Linked DNA regions of Pan troglodytes: region 2 is linked to region 1. A link is a contact called in public HiChIP or PLAC-seq data. All regions are on one chromosome and are shown on one strand. The core of a region is the stretch at or near the end of the contact, and the rest is flanking DNA. Distances in the headings are between cores, read along the strand shown. Region 1 holds the start of PSEN1 (presenilin 1). Region 2 holds the start of NUMB (NUMB endocytic adaptor protein).

Evidence for each region. HiChIP or PLAC-seq counts read pairs in DNA pulled down with a chosen protein or histone mark.
Region 2: a contact with region 1 is called in an H3K4me3 HiChIP or PLAC-seq map of stem cell-derived excitatory neurons, with 2.5 times the contacts expected there. The contact joins the promoter of NUMB here to the promoter of PSEN1 in region 1. A contact is called at or near these places in 1 of 1 datasets of contacts at active chromatin or transcription factors (stem cell-derived excitatory neurons) and 1 of 1 other capture datasets (stem cell-derived neural stem cells).

The regions. Positions count from the first base shown.
Region 1 is chr15:71,111,189-71,114,372 of NHGRI_mPanTro3-v2.0_pri, forward strand. PSEN1 (presenilin 1) reads left to right here and starts at 1,934. Exons shown (of 12, transcript XM_016926347.4): 1 at 1,934-2,079.
Region 2 is chr15:71,443,897-71,447,216 of NHGRI_mPanTro3-v2.0_pri, forward strand. It overlaps NUMB (NUMB endocytic adaptor protein), which reads right to left and starts at 1,632. Exons shown (of 11, transcript XM_016926362.4): 1 at 1,380-1,632.

The DNA.
Region 1 (3,184 bases), core at 684-3,183:
GATCCTCCTGCCTTGGCCTCCCAAAGTGCTGGGATTACAGGCATGAGCCACCATGACCAGGCGTTCATGAAAAATTTTCATGACATTCTGTGAGGTGGGTGGACCATAATTTATTGTACCACATTTATTTATTTATTTATTTATTTATTTATTTATTTATTTATTTTTATTTTTTGAGACATAGTTTCGCTCTTGTTGCCCAGGCTGGAATGCAATGGTGCAATCTCGGTTCACTGCAATCTCTGCCTTCCAGGCTCAAGCAATTCTGCCTCAGCCTCCCAAGTAGCTGGGATTACAGGCATGCGCCACCACGCCTGGCTAACTTTTTTTGTATTTTTAGTAGAGACGGGGTTTCTCCATGTTGATCAGGCTGGTCTCGAACTCCTGACCTCAGATGAGCCGCCCACCTTGGCCTCCCAAAGTTCTGGAATTACAGGCGTGAGCCACCGCACCCTGCCTATTGTACCATATTTAGTTTCCCAATTTTTTGCTATATAATATTCCATGAATATCTTTGCCCAAAATTTTTGTAGATTGTTTCTAAGAATAGTTCATCAGCATTTTAAGACATCCTATTAATATTAGCAGACTGCAATCAGATTGAAGTAGTTCACAAATAGATGGGTTTTAGCCTGTATTTGTTCAATACTGAACTATTGTATGTATCAGGCACTGTTATGTATCAGGCACTGTTCTCAGCACTTGTAAAATGTATATGTGCTGCTGACAAGCATGAGCACTTGTAAATGAACAAACTAAAATCCCTACTCTTGTTAAAGTGGGGGAGGTGAAGAATTTTAAAAACATCTTTTTTCGTTCAACCTTCTCCCACAACTTATCTTTCATTCTGCTAATGGAAAATACTACTTTTGTTCTTAAATATGAAGCTTTTGTGTGTAAAAAGTATTAGAATCTGATGTTTTTGAACAAGGTTGGCAGTGGGTTGGGAGGAGGGATTGGAGATTGATGCGATAGGAATGTGAAGGGATAGCTTGGGGTGGATTTTATTTTTTTATTTTAATTTTTATTTTTTGAGATGGAGTCTTGCTCTGTCTCCCAGGCTGGAGTGCAGTGGTGTGATCTCAGCTCACGGGTTCAAGCGATTCTCCTGCTGCAGCCTCCCAAGTAGCTGGGATTACAGGAGCGCGCCACCACACCCGGCTAATTTTTTTGTATTTTTAGTAGAGACGGGGTTTCACCATGTTGGTTAGGCTGGTCTAGAACTCCCAACCTCATGATCCGCCTGCTTCGGCCTCCCAAAGTGCCGGAATTACAGGCGTGAGCCACTGCACCCGGCCGCTTGGGGGTGGATTTTTAAAGAAACTTTAGAAGAATGTAACTTGCCCAGATACCATGTACCGTTAATTTCATTTTCGGTTTTTTGAATACCCATGTTTGACATTTCTCCGTTCACCTTGATTAAATAAGGTAGTATTCATTTTTTAGTTTTAGCTTTTGGATATATGTGTAAGTGTGGTATGCTGTCTAATGAATTAGACATTGGTACTGTCTTTACCAAAACTGGACAAAGAGCAGGCAGATGCAAAAATCAAGTGACCCAGCAAACCAGACACATTTTCTGCTCTCAGCTAGCTTGCCACCTAGAAAGACTGGTTGTCAAAGTTGGAGTCCAAGAATCGCGGAGGATGTTTAAAATGCAGTTTCTCAGGTTCTCGCCACCCACCAGAAGTTTTGATTCATTGAGTGGTGGGAGAGGGCAGAGATATTTGCGATTTTAACAGCATTCTCTTGATTGTGATGCAGCTGGTTCGCAAATAGGTACCCTAAAGAAATGACAGGTGTTAAATTTAGGATGGCCATCGCTTGTATGCCGGGAAAAGCACACGCTGAGCCCAATTTATATAGGGGCTTTCGTCCTCAGCTCGAGCAGCCTCAGAACCCCGACAACCCACGCCAGCGCTCTGGGCGGATTCCGTCAGGTGGGGAAGGCCAGGTGGAGCTCTGGGTTCTCCCCGCAATCGTTGCTCCAGGCCGGAGGCCCCGCCCCCTTCCTCCTGGCTCCTCCCCTCCCCCGTGGGCCGGCCGCCAACGACGCCAGAGCCGGAAATGACGACAACGGTGAGGGTTCTCGGGCGGGGCCTGGGACAGGCAGCTCCGGGGTCCGCGGTTTCACATCGGAAACAAAACAGCGGCTGGTCTGGAAGGAACCTGAGCTACGAGCCGCGGCGGCAGCGGGGCGGCGGGGAAGCGTATGTGCGTGATGGGGAGTCCGGGGAAGGCAGGAAGGCACCGCGGACATGGGCGGCCGCGGGCAGGGCCCGGCCCTTTGTGGCCGCCCGGGCCGCGAAGCCGGTGTCCTAAAAGATGAGGGGCGGGGCGCGGCCGGTTGGGGCTGGGGAACCCCGTGTGGGAAACCAGGAGGGGCGGCCCGTTTCTCGGGCTTCGGGCGCGGCCGGGTGGAGAGAGATTCCGGGGAGCCTTGGTCCGGAAATGCTGTTTGCTCGAAGACGTCTCAGGGCGCAGGTGCCTTGGGCCGGGATTAGTAGCCGTCTGAACTGGAGTGGAGTAGGAGAAAGAGGAAGCGTCTTGGGCTGGGTCTGCTTGAGCAACTGGTGAAACTCCGCGCCTCACGCCCCGGGTGTGTCCTTGTCCAGGGGCGACGAGCATTCTGGGCGAAGTCCGCACGCCTCTTGTTCGAGGCGGAAGACGGGGTCTGATGCTTTCTCCTTGGTCGGGACTGTCTCGAGGCATGCATGTCCAGTGACTCTTGTGTTTGCTGCTGCTTCCCTCTCAGATTCTTCTCACCGTTGTGGTCAGCTCTGCTTTAGGCATATTAATCTATAGTGGAGGCTGGGATGGGTGAGAGAATTGAGGTGACTTTTCCATAATTCAGGTGAGATGTGATTAGAGTTCGATCTGCGGTGGTGGCAGAGGCTTACAAGAAACACTAACGGGACATGGGAACCAATTGAGGATCAGGGAATAAAGTGTGAAGTTGACTAGGAGGTTTTCAGTTTAGAACATGGCAGAGACATTCTCAGAAATAAGGAAGTTAGGAAGAAAGACCTGGTTTAGAGAGGAGGGCGAGGAAGTGGTTTGGAAGTGTCACTTTGGAAGTGCCAGCAGGTGAAAATGCCCTGTGAACAGGACTGGAGCTGAAAACAGGAATCAATTCCATAGATTTCCAGTTGATGTTGGAGCAGTGGAGAAGTCTAAGCTAAGG
Region 2 (3,320 bases), core at 382-2,881, 330 kb after region 1:
AACTGCACAGAAACTTAGCTAAGTGGTGGAACTAGAACTCAAAACTTTTCACTTTAGCCGAGTATGCCTACCCTCTTTCTGATAAGTATCTACTTCTACTCCTTTAGTTCAGCTACTCCTCCCCTTTTCCCTCTCAAGTTCCCCACCCTGTCAATGAACCTATTTCCTAATATTACTGCCATCATCCTAAAACAAATTTCTTTTCTAAAACAAGTCACTTAACCTTGCTTTTAGGAGCTTTGCTTTGGTCCTAGATGTCATCTTGGTATTAATTATGAAACTGAAGTTTCTTCTATTTGTGAAGACCTGTGAACCTACATGGCTTCACTGTTAATTTCTCATATATCTACTGTCCTAGCCAGTTCCACGAAACCATTACTCTCTCCTCGGGCAACTTTCTTTCTCTACCTTATCCCCTCCTATAGGGATTCTCCCCCACCTCCGCCCATCTCCGTCCCATTTTGCATGACTCCTCTCCGACCGAGGGAACTTCCACTCCCCTGCTGGCTCCTCACCCCGGTCTCAAACGCGAGCCACTCCTCGAGGACTTCTTTCCTGGTCCCCTAGGAATCCTCAGAGCCGGAGCGGCCAGGCCAGTTGGGTCTCCCATCCCAGCTCAGCTATGGGGGCGCAGGGCGCTCCGGTTCCTCCCCCAAGAGGTGCAAGATCTCTACTCGTCCGACCCTCCGAAGACCCGCTGCTCCTCATCTCTCCAGGAGCCCCCTCCCTTGGACAGCCGCTTTTCTCAGGAGGGTCCTCAACCCCCTCCGAGCGTTTCCTCAGACGCCCCTACTTGGAGCAAGTCTGCTCCCTGTCACCCGGGACCCTGGCCACCCTCGGCCTTCCTACCTCCCTCGGACCGGGGCCACTCCCAGTTCCCCTGCCCCCCACCCCGCTCTCTCCTCACCGGCCGCTGCCGGGCTTCCCGGGTTCCTCTTCTCCCTGGCACCCAAGCCGTCCTGGGTATTCCCAAGACACCCCGCCCTCGGAGCAGGTCGTTACAGGTCACCCCCTCTCTGGGACCCTGGCCGCTTCCGTTTCCTCAGATACCTACTCCTCACACAGTGGCCGCCGGTCAGCGCGCTAGACCGGAGCAGCTGGACGTCCCAACGGACCTCCTGGCCTGACTCGCGCGTGTCCGGCCGTAGCCTACCTTCCTCGGGAGAACTCTGTAGCCAGAAGCCCAGCCATTCTCCCCCTAGCCCAGTCAGCGCGAACTCGCCGCCGCCCCCGCCGCCTCCGCCCTGGCCCCGGCCCCGGCCCGGGCCCCGACCCGAAGTCCAGGCCCCCTTCCTCCGGCCTCCGCCTCCGGAGTGCTGAGCTGGAGATTCCGCCCCGCGACGGCCCCCAGATCTCTGACCCGCGTTACCGGCACTCACCTGCCGCTGCCCCCGACCAACTCAAGCGCCACTGCCTCTACCTCGGCCGCCAGTGGCCACCAAGCGCCACCACCTCCCCCATGACAACAGGCCCACCCTCTTTCATACTTCTAACCTATCCATTGGATAGTGGGGCGGCAGCTCTCCTCTCTGATTGGTTTAGTATACCCGCCCGTCATCGCTCTTTACCGCCCCTTTTCCTAAACCCGGTATTCGCCCCCGCCCGGACCTGGAGCGTCCTAGCCCAAGCTTTAGTTGTAATTGGTTGAGGGTTGGGCAATTCGAAGTTATGATAGGCTGCTAAAAGTGTCTGTTAAGCTAACTGGCAAGAGACGTGACGGTTAAGGTTGATTCACGCTTGTGCACAGTTTGGTTGCGCAGTAGAAAGCAAAGGAGGGGTAGACGCTCACATTCGTGGTTACACGGGAAGGGTTAACTCTTTGTTGTAGAGTTTTCTCTGTAAACTCTTCCACTTCTCCAGCTCACTTCCTGCAAGGAGAAGCTTATCTCTGCTAGCTTTATTCATAGGGGTAGTACTTACAAAACACCAACATCAGAGGTTGTGTTTAAGAAGTGTTTCCAAGCCTTGGGGAGAAAGGTATCAGAGAGATAAAAATGTCCCCTTCTTTTCTTTGGTCTCAATGCATCCAATTTCATTGAAGTTCTTTCCAGGAGCCTCAATGCTAAAGCGCAAAGCGCAAACTTTCATTTAGCAGAAATCAGTCAACTTCGGTTGCAATTATAAATGTCGTCAATAAACTGAAGTGGCGTATTGAGAGTTCTCCAGCTTCCAGATCCACTCCTGGCTGACCCCTGCCAATTGACCAGACAGCCATTAGCAACTTTTTTTTTTTTTTTTTTTTTTGTGAGACGGAGTTTCTCTCGTTGCCCAGGCTGGAGTGCAATGGTGCTATCTCGGCTCATCGCAACCTACGCCTCCCAGGTTCAAGCGATTCTCCTGCCTTAGCCTCCCGAGTAGCTGGGATTATAGGCATGAGACGGAGTTTCTCCATGTTGGTCAGGCTAGTCTCGAACTCCCAACCTCAGGTGATCCGCCCGCCTCGGCCTCCCAAAGTGCTGGTATTACAGGCGTAAGCCACCGCGCCCGGCCAGCAACTTTCTAATAAGCGGGCCACATTATACCCTTATGATGCTCTGGAAATGAGAATTCTGCTTTCCCCCACCTCTCACTGCCACTTTGTTTTTCTGTTCAGCAGTTCTTAAATAGCCCTACTAGCTGTGTGTCAGATACTTTAAAAGCTTCTCTCTCTCTCTCTTTTTTTTTTCTAAACCTCTTCCTAGCAGTCTAAATTAGGGCCATTGAATGAATTGCCGGGTTGTGTTTTTTTTTTTTTTTTTTTCCTCACTTGGCACAATGCACAAGAATAAATGATTGCATTTTTTATTCACTTGGGTACAAATCACAGTAGGCATTTTTGAGAAATCTGATGTTGCTATAAAAACTCTTGTGCTCCTAGAAATACATTCATCATTAGCTTTTTGCTTTTCCTTTTTTTTCACCCACTTTTCCTGCTCCTAAATAACAAAATGCTGGTCTGATTACTCTTTCAGTTTCTAAATCAGATTTAAATGTACTTTCTCACAACCCCACCTATGATACATATACCCATGGGCCATGAAACAACACCCAGGGATAGTTTAAGACGCTGTCAGGCCGTGCAGTGGCTCATGCCTGTTATCCCAGCACTCTGGGAGGCCGAGCCGGGCAGATCACCTGAGGTCAGGAGTTTGAGACCAGCCTGACCAACATGGTGAAACCCCTGCCTCTGCAGATGGTGCCACTGCACCCCAGCCTGGGCAACAGAGTGAGACTCTGTCTTAATAAAAAAAAAAAAAAGAAGACACTGTCAAGGAGGCATTAACCTCAAGGATGTGGACTTTGGAAATGTTGTGCTTTGTCTCTTTCTTCTTTCTGCTAAC